2 separate regions of the Sus scrofa genome follow, and region 1 is linked to region 2. A link is a contact called in public HiChIP or PLAC-seq data. All regions are on one chromosome and are shown on one strand. The core of a region is the stretch at or near the end of the contact, and the rest is flanking DNA. Distances in the headings are between cores, read along the strand shown.

What was found. HiChIP or PLAC-seq counts read pairs in DNA pulled down with a chosen protein or histone mark.
Region 1: an H3K27ac HiChIP or PLAC-seq map of alveolar macrophages shows a contact between it and region 2. The contact joins the promoter of MORF4L1 here to the promoter of IDH3A in region 2. A contact is called at or near these places in 2 of 47 Hi-C or Micro-C datasets (liver and skeletal muscle) and 1 of 2 datasets of contacts at active chromatin or transcription factors (alveolar macrophages).

What each region holds. Positions count from the first base shown.
Region 1 is chr7:48,047,195-48,051,451 of Sscrofa11.1, forward strand. MORF4L1 (mortality factor 4-like protein 1) reads left to right here and starts at 2,856. Exons shown (of 12, transcript XM_001927741.5): 1 at 2,856-3,122. The coding sequence starts at 3,083.
Region 2 is chr7:47,776,657-47,780,498 of Sscrofa11.1, forward strand. It overlaps IDH3A (isocitrate dehydrogenase [NAD] subunit alpha, mitochondrial), which reads right to left and starts at 2,292. Exons shown (of 11, transcript XM_001927338.5): 1 at 2,182-2,292. The coding sequence starts at 2,208.

The DNA of each region.
Region 1 (4,257 bases), core at 1,606-4,105, 270 kb after region 2:
TTTCAAAGTAATGACTATACATGATATCTCTGAGATACATGCAAGAACTGTAATATGATACGAAGACACCTTTTTTTTTTGGTCTTTTGTGTTTTGTGTTTTTAGGGCTGCACCCAAGGCACATGGAGGTTCCCAGGCTGGGGGTCGAATTGGAGCTACAGCTGCTGGCCTACACAACAGCAACGCGGGATCTGAGCCGTGTCTGTGACCTACACCACAGCTCATGGCAAAGCGGATCCTTAACCCACTGAGCGAGGCCAGGGATCAAACCTGTGTCCTCATGGATACTAGTAGGTTTTGTTAACCAGTGAGTCACAACGGGAACTCTAAGACATCTAATTTTTATTGTGATAAAGCCACCAGTACTGCTATTATCACAGTTTGTTACCTTCATTTATAATGAAGGGAAATACTAAATTTCACTTTGAATTTGGTGAAAATAAAGATGTAATTTTTTTTTACACCCAAGTTCATGGACCATTTGAATTGTATCCTTGGACTCCTACCTTTAAAACTTTGTCTAGATTTAAAGAGAGTTAAGAAATTTAATAACCAAATGCAATACATTGTCATTTAATGGATCCTGTTTTGTTTCAAACAGGCAACAAAGGCAAAAATATTTTAGGAACAAGTGAGGAATTGTGAAATGGGAATTATATGACTTTAGGGAATTATTGTTACTTGTGTCAGGTGTGAGAATGATAATGTGGTATGTAAAAGAATGCCTTTCTATTTTGGAAGTATATACTGAAGAATTGAGGCACAATAGGTCCTGAGGTCTTCATACGTACACACACCATACATGTATATATATATATATAAAGCAAATATAGAAAAATATTCACAATTGTTGAATTGAGATACATAATGCATCGTTCTACTTTTCTGTATATTTGAAATTTTTATAATAAAAATATAAAGTGACTTTTAGAGATTTTTTTACAGTATAATATAGTTGTGGTAAAGTGCGTTACTCATAAATGCACAACTTGATGAATTTTTACTTTACATGTGTGAACACCCATGTAACTACACCAGATTAAAGTTATAGAAACAGCGGGAGTTCCTGTCATGGCGCAGTGGTTAACGAATCGGACTAGGAACCATGAGGTTGTGGGTTTGATCCCTGCACTTGCTGAGTGGGTTAAGGATCCGGCGTTGCCATGAGCTGTGGTGTAGGTTGCAGACTCGGCTTGGATCCAGTGTTGCTGTGGCTCTGGTGTAGGCCAGCGGCTTCAGCTCCAATTAGACCCCTAGCCTGGGAACTTCCATATGCTGTGGGTGTGGCCCTGGAAAAGACAACAACAACAACAACAAAACCAATTAGGGAGTATAGAAAAATATTTATGCCAAATGATGGGGAGGTTAAGGAGGGAAAATAAAAGGATTCCTCAAGTTTCACCCTGGATTTTATACCTCTGAATTATTGCATCATGAAGAACCCAAATATTACTTGTATATCTAAAAGATAAAGGCAAAAAAAAAAATAATTCCAATATACATGGAGAAAGAACACAATGGGGGTGCTAGGATAAAGAAACTGCAAGGAAACTCAAACAACTATAATACTTTATTGGGCATTGGGCAGATGAGAATAAGAGGTGGGAAAGAGACTTTTCACTACCTTCATTTTTACATTAAAATCTTTTCGGAATTATTTAATTTTGAACTATTTTGTACTCAACACGTTAAAAAAAAGAAGTGTACTTGAGAGTTCTGGTGTGGTGGTGGAGTCACCAAGAAGCCCTTGCCCCTTTCTTAGACACCCTAGGGAGTAATAGAAACCAGATGGTGCAAATGGAAGGAGGGTTCTTTGTGGGTTTCTGTGGTCAAAGGGGCTGTGCTAAAGGAAGACTGAAGGAGAAACTGGAGTCAGATAAATGGAGAGAGGTCTGGAATTGATGGGAGCGTAGCATGTTCAGGGGAGGGTTTAGAAAAGGCAAGGAGACAAGTCTAAGGCCTGGAGACGGTTGGGGATTGTTTGTGGAAGGACTTAAAATGCCAAGCTATAGACTTTGGGATTCATCCTGCTTAACGTTTTCTGCACACTAATTCACTGCTCAGAACCATCCTAAGCCTTTCCATGAAATTCTCACAGTAAACCAATGGAAAGGTGCTATTATTCTATTTTGCGGCTGAGCAAACTGCAGACATTTCGAACAAGGGAATGACATAAGGAAATTCGTTTAAGTTGTGTGTATATTCAATAATAGCTCAAAGAAATTAGGTGGCAAGAATGTGTACAAATAGGGCCAGTGCAGAATCTCGACGTCGTGATTATTCACGTTAGCCTCCCTCCGCGGACTGAACTCCATTATCACAAAAGACTGCCTGGTGTCTCCCTCTATGTCCTCATTTCTGCAGGCCCCGGGCTGGAGTAGGGGAGGAGTAGGAGCCGACAAACAGCCATCAGTCGCACCAAAAAAACTGGCAGTGAGCTTGCTAAAACAATGAAATTTATAGACGCAGTCTCCATTATCCACCCACTTCTGACCAGATTGCTGGCCGTGAAGATTTCCTACGCAGAAACTACTCAGATGCTATTGAAAGTAGGCTTCAGAGGCAGCCTTTTATTTCTGGCTATTTCAAAGCCCATATAATTGTGGCCCTCTATTGCCCATGGGGCTCCGCAACTGGGCCTTTCCCATTCTTTCACCGCACGTGATGCACGGCCTCCTTTCCTCTCGCCCTGGCAACACACAAAAACAAATCCGGCTTTAAAAACCTCAGGCAGTCCCCGGGTGGGGGTGGGGAAGAGCAGCAGGGGGTGGGGGATGGGAAAAGGCCAACGCCCCTCCCCCATCCCGTGGCGCCTCAACTGCCTTGGAACTACCACTCCCGGCGTGCCCTGGGGCGGCTCGGTCGCAGGGGCGCGTGCGCGGCAGGCAACCGTTGGCTAGGGCGGCGGCTGCGCGGGTCGCTGTGCTGTGAGGTCTGCGGGCGCTGGCAAATCGGGCCCAGGATGTAGAGTTGGCGGTGCCTGACGGCGCGTCTGACGCGAAGTTGGGTGGGGTAGAGAGTAGGGGGCGGTAGTCGGGGGTGGTGGGAGAAGGAGGAGGAGGCGGCGGCGAATCACTTATAAATGGCGCCGAAGCAGGACCCGAAGCCTAAATTCCAGGAGGGTGAGTCTGAGCCCGTGGGAAAAAAGGCATCTAACGGCGCAGGGGATGGAGGCGGGCTCGGGGTAGTTGAAGCTTGTGGGCCGGGGGTGGTAAGGGCTGCGCTCGGATCAGGCGGCTGGCAAGGCTTTGTGCAGGGAAAGCGCATTGCGGCAGGATATTTCGGTGCGTCACGAGGAGAAAGCACCTTGTGAAGCGGAAGCATTATGCAGGCGTTGGGGTAGGAGAGGGATCCGCTGCTGCGTGGCAAAGCCATAGTGCAGTGTTTGTTGTTGTGAAGCGAGCGCGGAGAAAGTAGCCTATTGTAGGGAGGCGATGGGTGCGCCATGGCGGCCGTTAGGGGAAGTGATGTGGCATGGGGGAGGGGAGGGAGCGGCAGTGGTTTCGGGCGCCGGCGCGGGGCCCCCAGGCGGCGTGGGCGGTCAACAGCTGGCACTCCCGGGAGGCCTCGAGCTCCGAGGTGGTCGTACTCGGTGGAGCCGCCGGGCTGCTGCAGTGGGGTGGGCTTCGCGCCTTGGGGCGGGAGAACTGCGTTGTAAAATGGCCGCTGCAAGATGGCCGCCCCATCATGGCCGCCGGCGCCTCGGTCCCCGGCTCCCGGCCGCAGACGCTGCTTTAGGGCAGATGCAGCGCCCCCTTCTTCCACCGCCACGGTACGCGAACTGGTTCTCCGGCGCTTTCCGCAGGGAGGTGGGTGGGGACAGGAGAAGGAGAAGAGAAAAACCGCGGGCGTCTGGGTCGGCTTTGTGTTCCTTGAAGGCATCCCTTTGCTTTATAAGTCCTATTGGCTTGTAGTCGTCTTTTAAATACTGCAGCTGCTTGACTCATTGCAGTAACGTTTGATTAACAGTGATTGGAAAGGTTTTTTTTGTTTTTGATGGACGTGTCTTGGTTGACGGTAGAACCTGACTTCCAGTGGAAGACGGCTCTTTAATATTTATATTTAACATTTCTGTTAATTTATATTGAGGTGGAGACAGCTAAAATGGAAGTAAAATTCTGTAAGGCATGCAAGAACACTTCAGATTTCCCTTCCATTACTATAGGTGTATGTGGTAGTTACCATAGATATCGAGGTGTAGGCAAAAATATTGTTGTAGGGATTTTCAAACATTAATGGACGTTACAATTACTTTTA
Region 2 (3,842 bases), core at 1,042-3,541:
TATTTTAGAACCAGAGAGCTCTTTAGAAACCCACCATTTTCTCTAAATAAAGCTTTTCTAGGAAAAAAAAATTAGCTTCAGATCTCTTTTTCAAATAAAACCTTAAAAGGAACTCGAATAGAGGAGCACTCTGATTGAAACTCACATCCAGTTCAGTATTCCCATAATCCTGGGACATCAGCTTCTGAGGCACTTTCTGCTCCAGTCCCTAAGGGAGAAACTTACCCACTGAGGTCAAATGACCGCCAAAGGTCACAAAAGGGGGACCATGTCAGAGGAGAACTTTATCCTCTGATTCCACAAACCTTCTGAATACCTCCTGTGTTTTTTTCTTGTAGACCACACTAAAGGCAAAATAAATTTACTAGCACATTTACCAGCTGTTTTAGTCCCTCATTCTTAATGTACTTGCCAAAGATGATTAGGTGTTCAGTGTAAACTCAGTGATTAAAGGACTGATTTCTATTTAGACAGAGACACGAGTTGCTTTACCTTCAGGAGCGAATGTGAAATAAGGTACCATCACACATAAATCACATGTAAATGCAGAGGATAACAAAGCAGAACCCAGTTACTGGGGGGCGGGGGGGAAAAACAACTACTGAGGAGTTCCCGTCCATGGAGCAGCGGAAACAAATCCAACTAGGAACCATGAGGTTGTGGGTTTGATCCTTGGCCTCACTCAGTGGGTTAAGGATTCGGTATTGCTGTGAGCTGTGGTGTAGTTCGCAGATGTAGCTCAGATCTGATGTTGCTGGGGCTGTGGTTTAGGCTGGCAGTTCCAGTTCTGATTAGACCCCTAGCCTGGGAACCTCCATATGCCAGGGGAGCAGCCCTAAAAAGACAAAAGACAAAAAGAAGTTAAAGAAATAAAAAAAAACTACTGATACCCAATTGTCTGCTTAAAGACTGTAAGATATGTATTTTTGAATTCCTTCTGCATGTTTCTTTCACATTATTTGAACCAATCCTCAAAAAGCTCTATGAAACAAGTATAGATATTTCACAGAAGGGCTTATTAAGGCTCAGAAATGTTAAGTAATTTGCTCAGGGTCACAAAGCCAATTAGTGGCACTGCCAGGATTTAAATCTAAGACTCCTAAATTCCAGTGCAGAGCTCTTTTCACTAAATAATATATATGTGGACTTCGCCTTAAACTCAAAGGAGGAATAAAGTATCAAATTTTATAGAAAAAAACTAAATTGCTTAGGTAGGTTCCTAGGGGTTCATTCTTTAAGAGCAACAGGAGGCTCGAGGGCCCATTCTTCTCTCTGCCTGTCAGTGTGTGACCTTGGTCACAGAGCAGGCAGAATGGGACTTAGACCTAGGAACGCAGAGACACCTGTTCTGATACCTACTTCCTGTGTGACCTTGAGCAATTGAGTTTTCAGGCACGGTTAGTTCCACTGAGGAACCAATGAATTGCAGCGATGCTCTGAAACCCTTTCCAGCTCGGGCATCCGAGCTGCCAAGGGGAGCTAAAGCTCTCCAGATCGTAGGATTCTCGCTAATGAAAGGTGAGAGGAAAGCGCTGCGGGTCTCCCTCTCCCAAGTGTTGAGACAGCAATTCCAAGGTGCAAGATGCCCTGTGTCCTTTGACGGGGAAAGAGCTACAAGAGCTCACTGGGAAGAGCTCCAAGGGAGAAAAAAGTCTGGCAAGAAAACGACCTCAGGATTCCCTCACCTGGGAAAACCTCCCAAGCCTAACGCACGTGCCCTCGGGCCAGGGAGGTTACGCGACCAGGGCTGGAGCAGACACGAGTGGAAGGCCCTAGCCGTGTTGCGGGGGACTCCAAGCGATCAAAAGACTGCAGGGCCGCAGCCTCGGAAGCGGCCAGGATGGCGGAGCCGGGGCGGCGGCTGCGATGACCTTCCCAGATTCCGCGCAAGGCCTGGCCTTCTGCCCGGGTAGATGCGGACGGCGGCACCCGAGTATCGCCGGGAGCAGGGCCAGGGCCCCCGGCCTTGACCTTGCTGCTGTCCCCGCCTCAGGCTTGACCTTCCGGGAACAGGGCTGCCTACACACTGCACGCGGCCAGGCACACAGGTGGCCAGGTCAGGTTCCGTAACTGTTCCCAACCAGCCGAGCGCCGCCGCCTCCCGGTCCAGGCCTGCGCGCCTGCCCCCGCCCAGCACGCCGCCAGCCCGTGGGCCACAAGCCGGCCTGCCCCCCCGCTCACCTTGGAGATCCACGCTGGCCCAGCCATCGCGCTCCCTCTGACCGCGGCGACGGCGGCGGCAATAGTACGCAGCCGCACAGCCTGCGCCCCGCCCGCCCGCCCGCCTGGCCCCGCCCCCTAGGCCCCACCCCCCCTGGAAGCCCAGCCCCGGCCCGCCTACGGGATTCTCCGAACTTGCTCCCGGTCCCCTCGGACCTCGCCGGCTCCGCTGGCCAATCGTCGGGCTCGCCTCGCGCCGACATCCGGAGCACAGGCCGGAGCCGCGACCCGGAAACTACTCGCCGGGATCTCCGGTAGGAGTCCTTCCACTCCTTCATTCATCGATTTCACTGTTTAGGGGGGGTGTTTGTTCCGCGCCCACTAGATGCCAGTCGGTCTTCTAGATTTGAGGAATTAACTTCTCTCATAGACTTTACAATCTCAGGGAGGGAGATAGATCATGTACTCGGTCCACAAGTATTTATTTTTTAACAGCTTCATTGAGGTATAACTTACATACCATAAGCATCAAAGTGCGATGATTTTTAGTAACTGTAAACAGTTGCACAACCATCACTACAATCCGGTTTATTTTTTAACGGCTTTTTTTTTTTTTTTTTTTTTTCACGGCCTCAAAGGCGGGATACAGAGGTTCCCAGGCTAAGGGTCTAATTGGAGCTACAGCTGCCGGCCTAGGCCACAGCCACAGCAACGACAGATCCGAGCTGCCTCTTCGACCTACACCACAGCTCACAGCAACGCAGGATCCTTAACCCACTGAGCAAGGCCAGAGATTGAACGTGAAACCTCGTGGTTCCTAGTCGGATTCTCTCTGCTGCACCACACGAAAACTCCTTAACAGCTTTTATTGAGGCATAACTTATGTGCCATAAAATTTACTCTAAGTTCAATGATTTTTAGTAAATGTAAACCGTGGGATAACCATCACCACAATCCAGTTTTTGAACTTATAGAAATGTTCCCTGTGTCCATTTGCAGTCAGTGCCAGCTCCCTGCAATTATTGATCTGCTTTCTGCCTTTACAGCTCTACAAATATTTTTGAGTGCCAGCTAGGTACCAGGCACTCTTCTTGTTGCAGGACTTACATACAGGGAGACAGAACACAGAGGCCCTTTTGCCGGGAAGCAGCGTTTTTATTCGTGCTGGCACTGGCTCAGTGGATTCATATCCAAAGGCTGAGCCCCTATACCCTCCATTATTTTTTTCTTTTACACTTTGGTCCCTTTGTCCCCCTCATAAGGTAACATGCCTTCTGTAATTTCTGAGTGTACAGTTATAGATACGCCTCCGCTCATCGATACAGGTTATGCTGCGCTGTTGCAGAACTGCGCAGGCGGCACAGATGCTGGTGTTGCATGTTGCTTTCCCTTTGTTCTGGGAGGGCCCGTTCTCCTCCCCACTGCATTCTAAGTGCTGGTGCGTACACACTAGTGGGATAGAAAGGTACCAATCCGGTATTGCACAAACGTGGAATTTAAAACTGTGCTAAGTGTCAAGAAGCAAGAATGCAAGGAGTCATGAGAAGGTAAAATCAGAGAACCTATTCAAATCTAACACAGAGGGCAGAGAAGACCTCTCTGAGGAACTAACATACCTACTCCCCTTCCTCCTCATCCTCTCCTCAGCAACCACACACAGTCCTAAAGCTCTGCTGATCTTT